Linked DNA regions of Sus scrofa: region 1 is linked to region 2. A link is a contact called in public HiChIP or PLAC-seq data. All regions are on one chromosome and are shown on one strand. Each heading gives the region's core, a stretch centred on a gene start, on an enhancer-like site or on the middle of the called end of the contact. The rest is flanking DNA. Distances are from core to core; before and after follow the strand shown. Region 1 holds the start of WDR66 (cilia- and flagella-associated protein 251). Region 2 holds the start of VPS33A (VPS33A, CORVET/HOPS core subunit).

The links. HiChIP or PLAC-seq counts read pairs in DNA pulled down with a chosen protein or histone mark.
Region 1: a contact with region 2 is called in an H3K27ac HiChIP or PLAC-seq map of skeletal muscle, with 11 times the contacts expected there. The contact joins the promoter of WDR66 here to the promoter of VPS33A in region 2. A contact is called at or near these places in 1 of 5 promoter capture datasets (liver), 7 of 47 Hi-C or Micro-C datasets (embryonic fibroblasts, epiblast stem cells, fetal heart ventricle and 4 more) and 1 of 2 datasets of contacts at active chromatin or transcription factors (skeletal muscle).

Annotation. Positions count from the first base shown.
Region 1 is chr14:30,790,943-30,795,316 of Sscrofa11.1, forward strand. It overlaps WDR66 (cilia- and flagella-associated protein 251), which reads right to left and starts at 1,920. Exons shown (of 23, transcript XM_013982831.2): 1 at 1,724-1,920; 2 at 1-354. The coding sequence starts at 337. It overlaps PSMD9 (26S proteasome non-ATPase regulatory subunit 9), which reads right to left. Exons shown (of 6, transcript XM_003132874.5): 6 at 2,579-4,361. The coding sequence ends at 4,334.
Region 2 is chr14:30,467,681-30,471,781 of Sscrofa11.1, forward strand. It overlaps VPS33A (VPS33A, CORVET/HOPS core subunit), which reads left to right and starts at 1,368. Exons shown (of 13, transcript NM_001098604.1): 1 at 1,368-1,500; 2 at 3,988-4,053. The coding sequence starts at 1,399.

The DNA of each region.
Region 1 (4,374 bases), core at 670-3,169, 320 kb after region 2:
GAGCCTCCTCCTCCTTCCCAACTTCTTCCTCCTCCTCTTCTTCCTCGCCTTCCTCCTCCACTCTCTTCTCCTCTTCCCCTTCTTTCTCCTCTTCTCCCTTTTCCTCCTCCATCCCTTTTTCCTTCTCCCCCTCCTCTCCTTCCTCCCCCTCCTCCTCCTCCTCCCCCTGAGACTCTCTCCAGGCTAATGTGTTATCTTCTTTGGATTCTTCTTGCATATTTTCTAGCTCTTTATAATATGGATCTTCTTCTCCTCCTCCTCCATCTTCTCCTTCTTCCATTTCTATTTCTCCATATTCTTCTGTTTCCACCAGTGGGTTTTCCTCCGCATCTGACATTCTTCTCTGTGGAGTTTCTAGAGAAATTTTGAGAATAATCAGCAAGGCCCTCTGTTTCCCATTTGGATTCCCTGGTGCACAAATCTATCAATGGAACATACAACATCAGCACTGTTCCTTTCCACAGGAATGAAAAGAATGCCATATTCCTGGGAAAGCCTATCCCAAATCTTTCAGAATACTGACCCCAGAGAATTTCTACCGTGACACAGTGGATTAAGAATTTGACAGCAGCAACTCAGGTCACTGCGGAGGTACAGGTTCAATCCCAGGCCAGGTGCACTTGGTTAAGAACTCGGCATTGCCACAGCTGAGGCTCAGATTCAATCCCTGGCCCAGGAGCTTCCATATACCATGGGTAAGGCCATTTAAAAAAAAAAAAATGCGGAGTTCCCTTCATGGTGCAGTGAAAACGAATCTGACTAGGGACCATGAGGTTGCAGGTTCGATCCCTGGGCTCACTCAGTGGGTTAAGTATCCAGTGTTACGGTGAGCTGTGGTATAGGTCACAGACACGGCTCAGATCTGGCGTGGCTCTGGCGTAGGTCAGCTGCTACAGCTCTGATTCGACCCCTAGCCTGGGAGCTTCCATATGCCACGGGTGTGGCCCCAAAAAGACAAAAAAATAGTAATAATAATAATTGCCGGGGCCTCGTCTTTCTAGGAACAACTTTAAAGCCAGCTAAATCATTTTAAATATATTCATATTTCCACAAGCAGCAAAATGATAGCCCAGGCATTAGCAACAAACCGAATACTATGAATAAGGGAAGAAGCAGGTAGCTTAGGGGGTAAAAGTGTGGGCTTTCCAGTCAGCCTCTCCTAGCACTGAATCCCAGCTCCATCACTCAGCTGCTCTGTGACCACAAGCAAGTCACTTTAGCCCTCGGAGTTTCAATTTTCTCACAGGAAAAATAAAAACGATAACCCTGAGTTCTGGGGTTGCTGTGAAGATGAGAGAGATGACATGTGCAAAATGCTCAACACCGCTGCAACACAGAGTGCTAAAGAAATGCCAGCAATTGCTTAGAAAGTTTAAAAGACTTCTAACACATCCTCTCGTTTACTCCTTACAGCAAATTTGAGCCAAGCTCTGGGAGGTGACTTACCCAAGATCAAACAGCTATGAGCAAACCTCTCCCACGCTCAGTTCAGCCATTTGAAAAATTATTGCTATGATTTCAAGTCCAGGGCTCTTAGCACAGACTCTTTCGACTGTCAAACTCTGCCAATGACTCTTGCTGAAGGGGTGGCGGAGGCGGCAGAGGTGGGCTAGAGGGAGGGTGGCTCTTCCTCCAGCTCAAGTCTCCCTGGAAATGCCCCAGGCCCGGCGCAGGTTGAGTGAGAGCCCCCCGTATTCCCACGGAGGCCCCGCTCTAGACTCACCGAGTGCCGCGACCCTGTTCCTCAAAAGCCGAAGTCTTCCGCGGCCTGGACAATTCGTCCACCTCCCGGCCCCTAGGGGCAGCTGCTTTCTCCTCCACGTGCTCCCTAGTTACGGTTGCCACCCAAGCCCCGTCCCCATGGTGACCGCCGCCGCCGCCGCCGCCGCGGGCGACGGGCCGTAAAGCGAGAGGGCTGGACAGTGGTCACGTGTCCGGAAAGCGGCGAGAACGGGTCCGCACGCCGCCTGCCGGTCCCCGCAGAGACAGGCGCCGCCGCGACTTCGGCGTGAAAATTGGCTGCCTTTCCTCCCCTCCCATTCTCTCCAGTTTTTCCCATGGTGCCCCCCGCCGCCCCCGCCGAGACGCCGCAGCGGCCAATCCTAGCAATTCTGCCTTTCTGAAGGCTTGACAAAATTAAGTACGAACTGTTTGGTAGAATTCTCTTGTCAAAAACAAACTAAATTTCCCGGTCTCATAGATGCGGCACCCATCTGTCCAACACCGCTTCACCCGGGGAACTACACGCTGTGTAGAAAATTACAGTTGGTTGGGATTAAATACTACACAGGTTACATTGGCTTGCGGTTTTTATCACAAAGGGTTTCTGCCAAACTAGTGTGGTTAAATCTATTAGGATGATTCCACCGCAGATTGACTCCACTAGAATCTCACAAAGTCAGCCCACCTGCGTAGCCATTCTGTGATTTCCGAAGGGAGACGTAGGAAACCATCCAAAAGCACTGATGCAAAATGCTGTGCTGCTAGCATCTTAGGATATGAATGATTCTCCCCTTCCCACCTCCGTACCCCAATGCTGGGTTGATTCATTTGCATACATCTCAAAAAGCAAAAAGGATTACTGGATGCGACAAGTTGTGTTTATTATAGTCTAGGGCTTAGAAAAATCGGTTTGAAAACACTTGGAATTAGAACAATTTAAACAGCAAACATTGGTCAACACAGCACATCTATGGCTACAAAGGGGGTATAGACATGGATGTTTGACTGGAGTACACAGCTGGGAGGAATACACTCAACAGGAAGGCTTTCCAGTTGGGCATGAGTACCCACAGCTAGTACAGCCCAGTACTGACTCCTGTCAGGGCAAGCTGGTATCTGTGTCCAACCCAAGCAAATCCAGTCACAGGGAACCCAGGCATGCCTCAGCAGAATAGGTCAGATGCCCCCTGAAAACAGAAAGTGATCTCCAAGAACTGTGGAAATAAACACTGTGATACAGTGCAGAGAGAAAGTAAGACAGGGTGTCACTAGGAATCACGGAAACTCATTTTGCCGCGTTAAAGAGAGAAAATAAAAGGAAGGAGGAATTAAGAGTTTTCAAGAATACAGGTCAGCATGCACTGCTGGTTCCCATCAGCAGTGTCAATGGACCTCAGCAGTCTACAAAACAGTGCTGAGTGTGGCCAAGGAGGTTCAAGTACAGAAAGTCAAATTAGAAGCAAACTTGCCTGGTCTTTTATTCCAGAAGTGGAAGGAGTTTGCTGCCCTCTGGTGGGTTACAGAAGAAGAAGCTAACACCGTCCTGGGCTACCAGGGGTGCATCCTGGTGTGTGTGTGCGTGTGCGTGTGCGTGTGCTTTTTAGGGCAGCACCTGTGACATATGAAGGTTCCTAGGCTAGGGGTCCAATTAGAGATACAACTGCTGGCCTACACCACGGCCACAGCAACATCAGATCTGAGCCACGTCTGTGACCTGCACCACAGCTCACAGCAATGCCGGATCCTTGACCAACTGAGCGAGGCCAGGGATCGAACCCGAAACCTCATAGATCCTAGTTGTATTCGTTTCTACTGCGCCACAATGGGAACTCCTCTCTATTCTTTTTTTAATTTTTTTTTTTTTTTTTTTTTTTTTTTTTTTTTTTTTTTTTGGCCACAGCAATGACTCAAGCCACAGAAGTGACAACACCAGATGCTTAACCCACTAAGCCACATGGGAACTCCTAGCTTTCCCTATTATTAAAGGGAGCAGTTGTGACCCTGGAAGCCCAACTGCTGAGGATGCAATATCTGTATCCAGAGTAGCAATGGTACAATGCAAACTCAGACACAGTGCAGCCTGTCTGGAAATCCCATTCCCTAAAGGATGGTGTTTCTGAGATGTCGTTGGTCAAATCCTGACTTTAGCACAACTGTTGGTTTGTTCTGCCCAACTTGCTATGAAGATAACCTAACTTTCATCTGAGCTTTGACTTGAGAGGTCCAAAGACAATTCAGCTGAGGTGATAACATGGTCATATCAGTACTGTAAAATGGTGTTTATTTGAGAAAAAAAACCAAAATTTCTATAAGAATAAAATCATATCAGCACCTGCCAGGATAACTCCAGCCCACTTGCTCACAATCCAGAGGACTCTTATTTAGGGGCATGGCCTGATTTGCAAAAGATGCTAAATACAAATCAAGTTTTTAACAATGCCTTAATCCTGAGAGGTTTCATTGGGAGGCCACAGCATTTCCACCACCTAGTTCAGGCTTCCAGTCTCTTCCAGATCCTTAAGCTTCAGGGAAAGAAGAAGAGGAGGAAATGCCCACTAGACCAAGTCTGGGCAACGGAAGATGCTTTCCTGTTTCTGTTCCCCAGGGACAATCATCTTTGCAAAGGAATAATGTTGCAGCTGGAAGGAAAAA
Region 2 (4,101 bases), core at 118-2,617:
AACTAACACTAAAGTCTGCAATGTTTCTAGGGCAACTGCAGTACTGTAGCAATGTCTCCAAACATTGGGTCTTACACAAGTAGAAGGTCTGTTGATAACCATCTAGCATCCTGACGGTGAGTTTTTTGGTTTTTGTCACAAGGGCACCTGAGTTCCCAGACCAGGGGTCAGATCTGAGCTGCAGTTGCAACCTAAGTTGCACCTTCTGCAGCTGCCAGATCTGTTTGAGGAGGATCCTTTATTCTAGTTTTGCTCATTTGCACCCAAGCATGACTTCACTAACTGTGGATATTTTTACCTCTCAACATAGTTGTGCTCTCATTTAACAGTTCATGACATGGCCTGCTGAGCTCAAAGTTCACTCTCACAGATGGTGCTACAATATGTAATTCTCAGTTGAACAAAAACCCTGCACATGTGAGAAGAGTCTGGGATACAGGTTGAGAACCACGGTGAAAATCGGGTTGAGAATTAAGGCATGAAACACTCTGCATGTATGGAAACAAGTTCTTTTAAAATCTAAATGTCTTTGATAGAATCAAGACATTGAGAGTATAAGTATCTTAGTATGTATGACTGATTATCATCCTCAAATTCCACTCATCGCTTTCGTATACTCCATGTAATTGCTTCGCGTCCTTTCTTCGTAACATTGTATGAAGGATTGAAGGAAACCAGGCAAGACCAAACATTTTCAAGCCTTTTTCACCTCAAAGTACTGAAAAACATATATCTTCCTAATGTTATTTATTGAACAATTGTTAAATTACAGGCGCACTAAGCCTTTTACATAAATTATACCATGTAAATTACATCTTCTTTCATCCTCGTAATTCACAAGAATTTTACCTGGATTCCACGTCGGATACCGTTTGTGTGAAATACTACACATCACACAAAAGTCTATTAGGAAGAGCTAAAGGGACAAGTCACTCAAAGTTCCCGCGGCCCTTAGCCATTTTTGTAGACTGTAGCCGACAAACCGAAAGAACAAAGCTCAGGCCCTTTCGATAGCTATAAATCGAAAAGATTTCCATTCAAGCTCAGCTTGGTTACCATTTTGCAGCGGTATGCTTGCTGCTCTGAAGAAAGTCTCTCGATTTTTCAACGAGATGAGTAAGACCCAGACTCTATCCTTAAACACAGCTCTCAGCGCTCAACAGCTCCTGGACTGAGGCTGTGGTCTTAAAAAGCCTCAGAACCCAAGAGGTAGAATAAAGCGGCGGGCGTTAGGGCCAAGAAAGCGGCAGACAGCTGACGATTCTAGTTTCCGGGTTTGGCGTAAGGTCGGCGGCCCGGGTCACGTGAACACGCCGTCACGTGACTGCGCCCGTGGGCTCTGCTGGGGAAAAGCCGATTCAGTTGGATCGAGGGGGGAGTAGGGGGCGGTGGGGCAAGATGGCGGCGCACCTATCCTATGGGCGAGTTAACCTGAACGTGCTGCGCGAGGCGGTGCGTCGCGAGCTGCGAGAGTTCCTGGACAAGTGCGCGGGAAGCAAGGTGAGGGACAGTGCGCGGCGACACCGCCCTCCAGCGCCGTCCGACTTGGCCTAACCCGGTCCTTGACCGCCTGAGCTCCGGGTGTACGAGGTCCCCTGGGGCTTCCAGAGAGGAGAGCCGGCGGGTATGATGAGGCGGGGAGAGGGGACAGCTGGTGGGGCCTGGGGCATCCAGCCTGGATTCTGCGTGGCATCGCGATTGTTTCGTGGAAGCGGAATAAGCCACTGTGCTACCTTAGTCCCTCACGAATCAGCTTGTGTCAGTGCCATTCAGGTCCAGAGGGGCGAATCCGGTGCCACCCCCACCCCTACACACTGTTGAGGCGGGCCGGCCCGAGGACGTAGATGATCCAGTGTCCATTCATTACAAAGATCATACGTGTGGTTAGAAACCATACCTTTGAAAGTCTGAAGCACCACTGTCTTACAACCTTTTCTTCACATGGATTATGAGAAGTGGTAGCATTTGAGGGTTTTTTTTTTTTTTTTTTTGTCTTTTTGCTATTTCTTTGACCGCTCCCGCGGCATATGGAGGTTCCCAGGCTAGGGGTCTAATCAGAGCTGTGGCCACCAGCCTACGCCAGAGCCACAGCAACGCAGGATCCGAGCCGCGTCTGCAATCTACACCACAGCTCACGGCAACGCCAGATCCTTAACCCACTGAGCAAGGGCAGGGACCAAACCCTCAACCTCATGGTTCCTAGTCGGATTCGTTAACCACTGCGCCATGACGGGAACTCCAGCATTTGAGGTTTTTAACGTCAGCCTCTCGAAACAGAATTGTTTCTCCTGTTAGACATTTTTTTTTTTTTCCTGGCCACCCTGGGGCATGTGGAAGTTTTTGAGCCAGGGATCAAACTTTCACCACAGCAGCAGCGTGAGCCCTGCAGTGACAATGCCAGCTCTTTAACCGCTGCACCACATGGGAACTTCCAGTTAGACATTAATTAGCATCCAGCTCACAATGGAATGGGAAACATAGTAGGTAAGGGACTTCCCAGCATTTCGTTTAAGTGGTATTACCTTGACCCTCTCTCCTTATGATTTATCAGTCCCCATAAAGTAACTGGCAATAAAGCTCTGAAGAGAAAAGGAAAATTGGGAAAACTCTGAAACGAATATTAGAAAGAATAGCACTCTGTGGAGTTCCTTTTGTGGCCCAGAGGTAAGGAACCTGACTAGCATCCATGAGGATGTGAGTTGGATCCCTGGCCCTGCTCAGTGGGTTAAGGATCCCACGTTGTGGCTGTAGCATAGGCCTGCAGCTGCAGCTCCAGTTGCACCCCTGGCCTGGGAACTTCCATATGCCACAAGTGCAGGCCTAAAAAGAAAAAGAAAAAAAAAAAAAAAAAAGAATGGGACCCCAAGAGGTAGAGTAGGTGCTAGCAGCCATTGAGAGAAGACAAAAGCAGGCAAAGTCCTAGGTGCTCAGTTAAAAGTCGGGAAATGATGCTGAAATCTGAATGAGAGCATGGATTATGTCAATTCAGTATCCTGGTTGTAACACCTATTGTGCTGTAGTGTTGCAAAATGTTTTGTCAGAGGAACTGAGCAAAGTGTCTTAGGAATTGTTCTGTACTGTTTCTTACAGCTGAATATTAATCTATAGTTATCTAAAAATTTCAGTCGAAAAAAGAAAAAAATCCCACTGGAGTTTGGCAGCAGAAATGCTCCTAGGGTCCCAGAGCAATGGCCTGTGAGATTATAAGTCCTAGGTTGGAGTCCTGACTTCCTTATGTTATGTATGTCCAAGGTCCCTATGTGGCCTTGGACATGTTACTTAAACTTCCTGAGCCTTTTAAAATTTCCCCTTCTGTCAAAGTAAGATTTGTAGGAGTTACCACTGTGGCATATTGTGCCGATGATGTGGCTTGGTCTCTGGGGAGGTGCCACTTCCACCCCCAGCCTGACACAGTGGGTTAAGGATTGGGCATTGCTGCGGCTGTGGTGTAGGTTGCAGCTCCAGCTCAGATTCGACCCCTGGCCCAGGAACTTTTCTATATGCCTCGGTTATAGCTGAAAAAGAAAAAATAAGATTTATAGTATGGGTATCAGAGGTTTTAATTTTTGTAATTGGATTATATGACACATATAAAATACTAGGTTGCAATTGGCAGCTTCCAAATGGTTCAGTGTAATAATTAATACCATGACACAGATATTTTTTTTTTTTTTTTTTTTTTTTTTTTTTTTTTTTTTTTTTTTTTTTTTTTTTTTTTTTTTCTCAGATACTCAACAAACTATAGTTCCTTCTGTCTGTTTAGGACAGCAACTCTTAACTTTTCCTTGACTGACATTAACATCACTTGCCCTGATGTTATTTGTCTTAGACCTGTAGGATATGAATGTGATCAGAGCCAGTTACAATCTTTGTTAATTCAGACTTTGAGGGCAATATTTTTTACCATGTATGACTGCTATTTTCTGTTGATATTGTTGCACTTCCTGTTATTATCAGTAATAAGAGGATGTTTCTTCTCTCTTACAGGCAATAGTTTGGGATGAGTACCTCACAGGACCATTTGGCCTGATTGCACAGTACTCATTACTGAAGGTAAAATAACCTATTTGGGTTCTGTTCAGGGATTAATCATTCTGTATT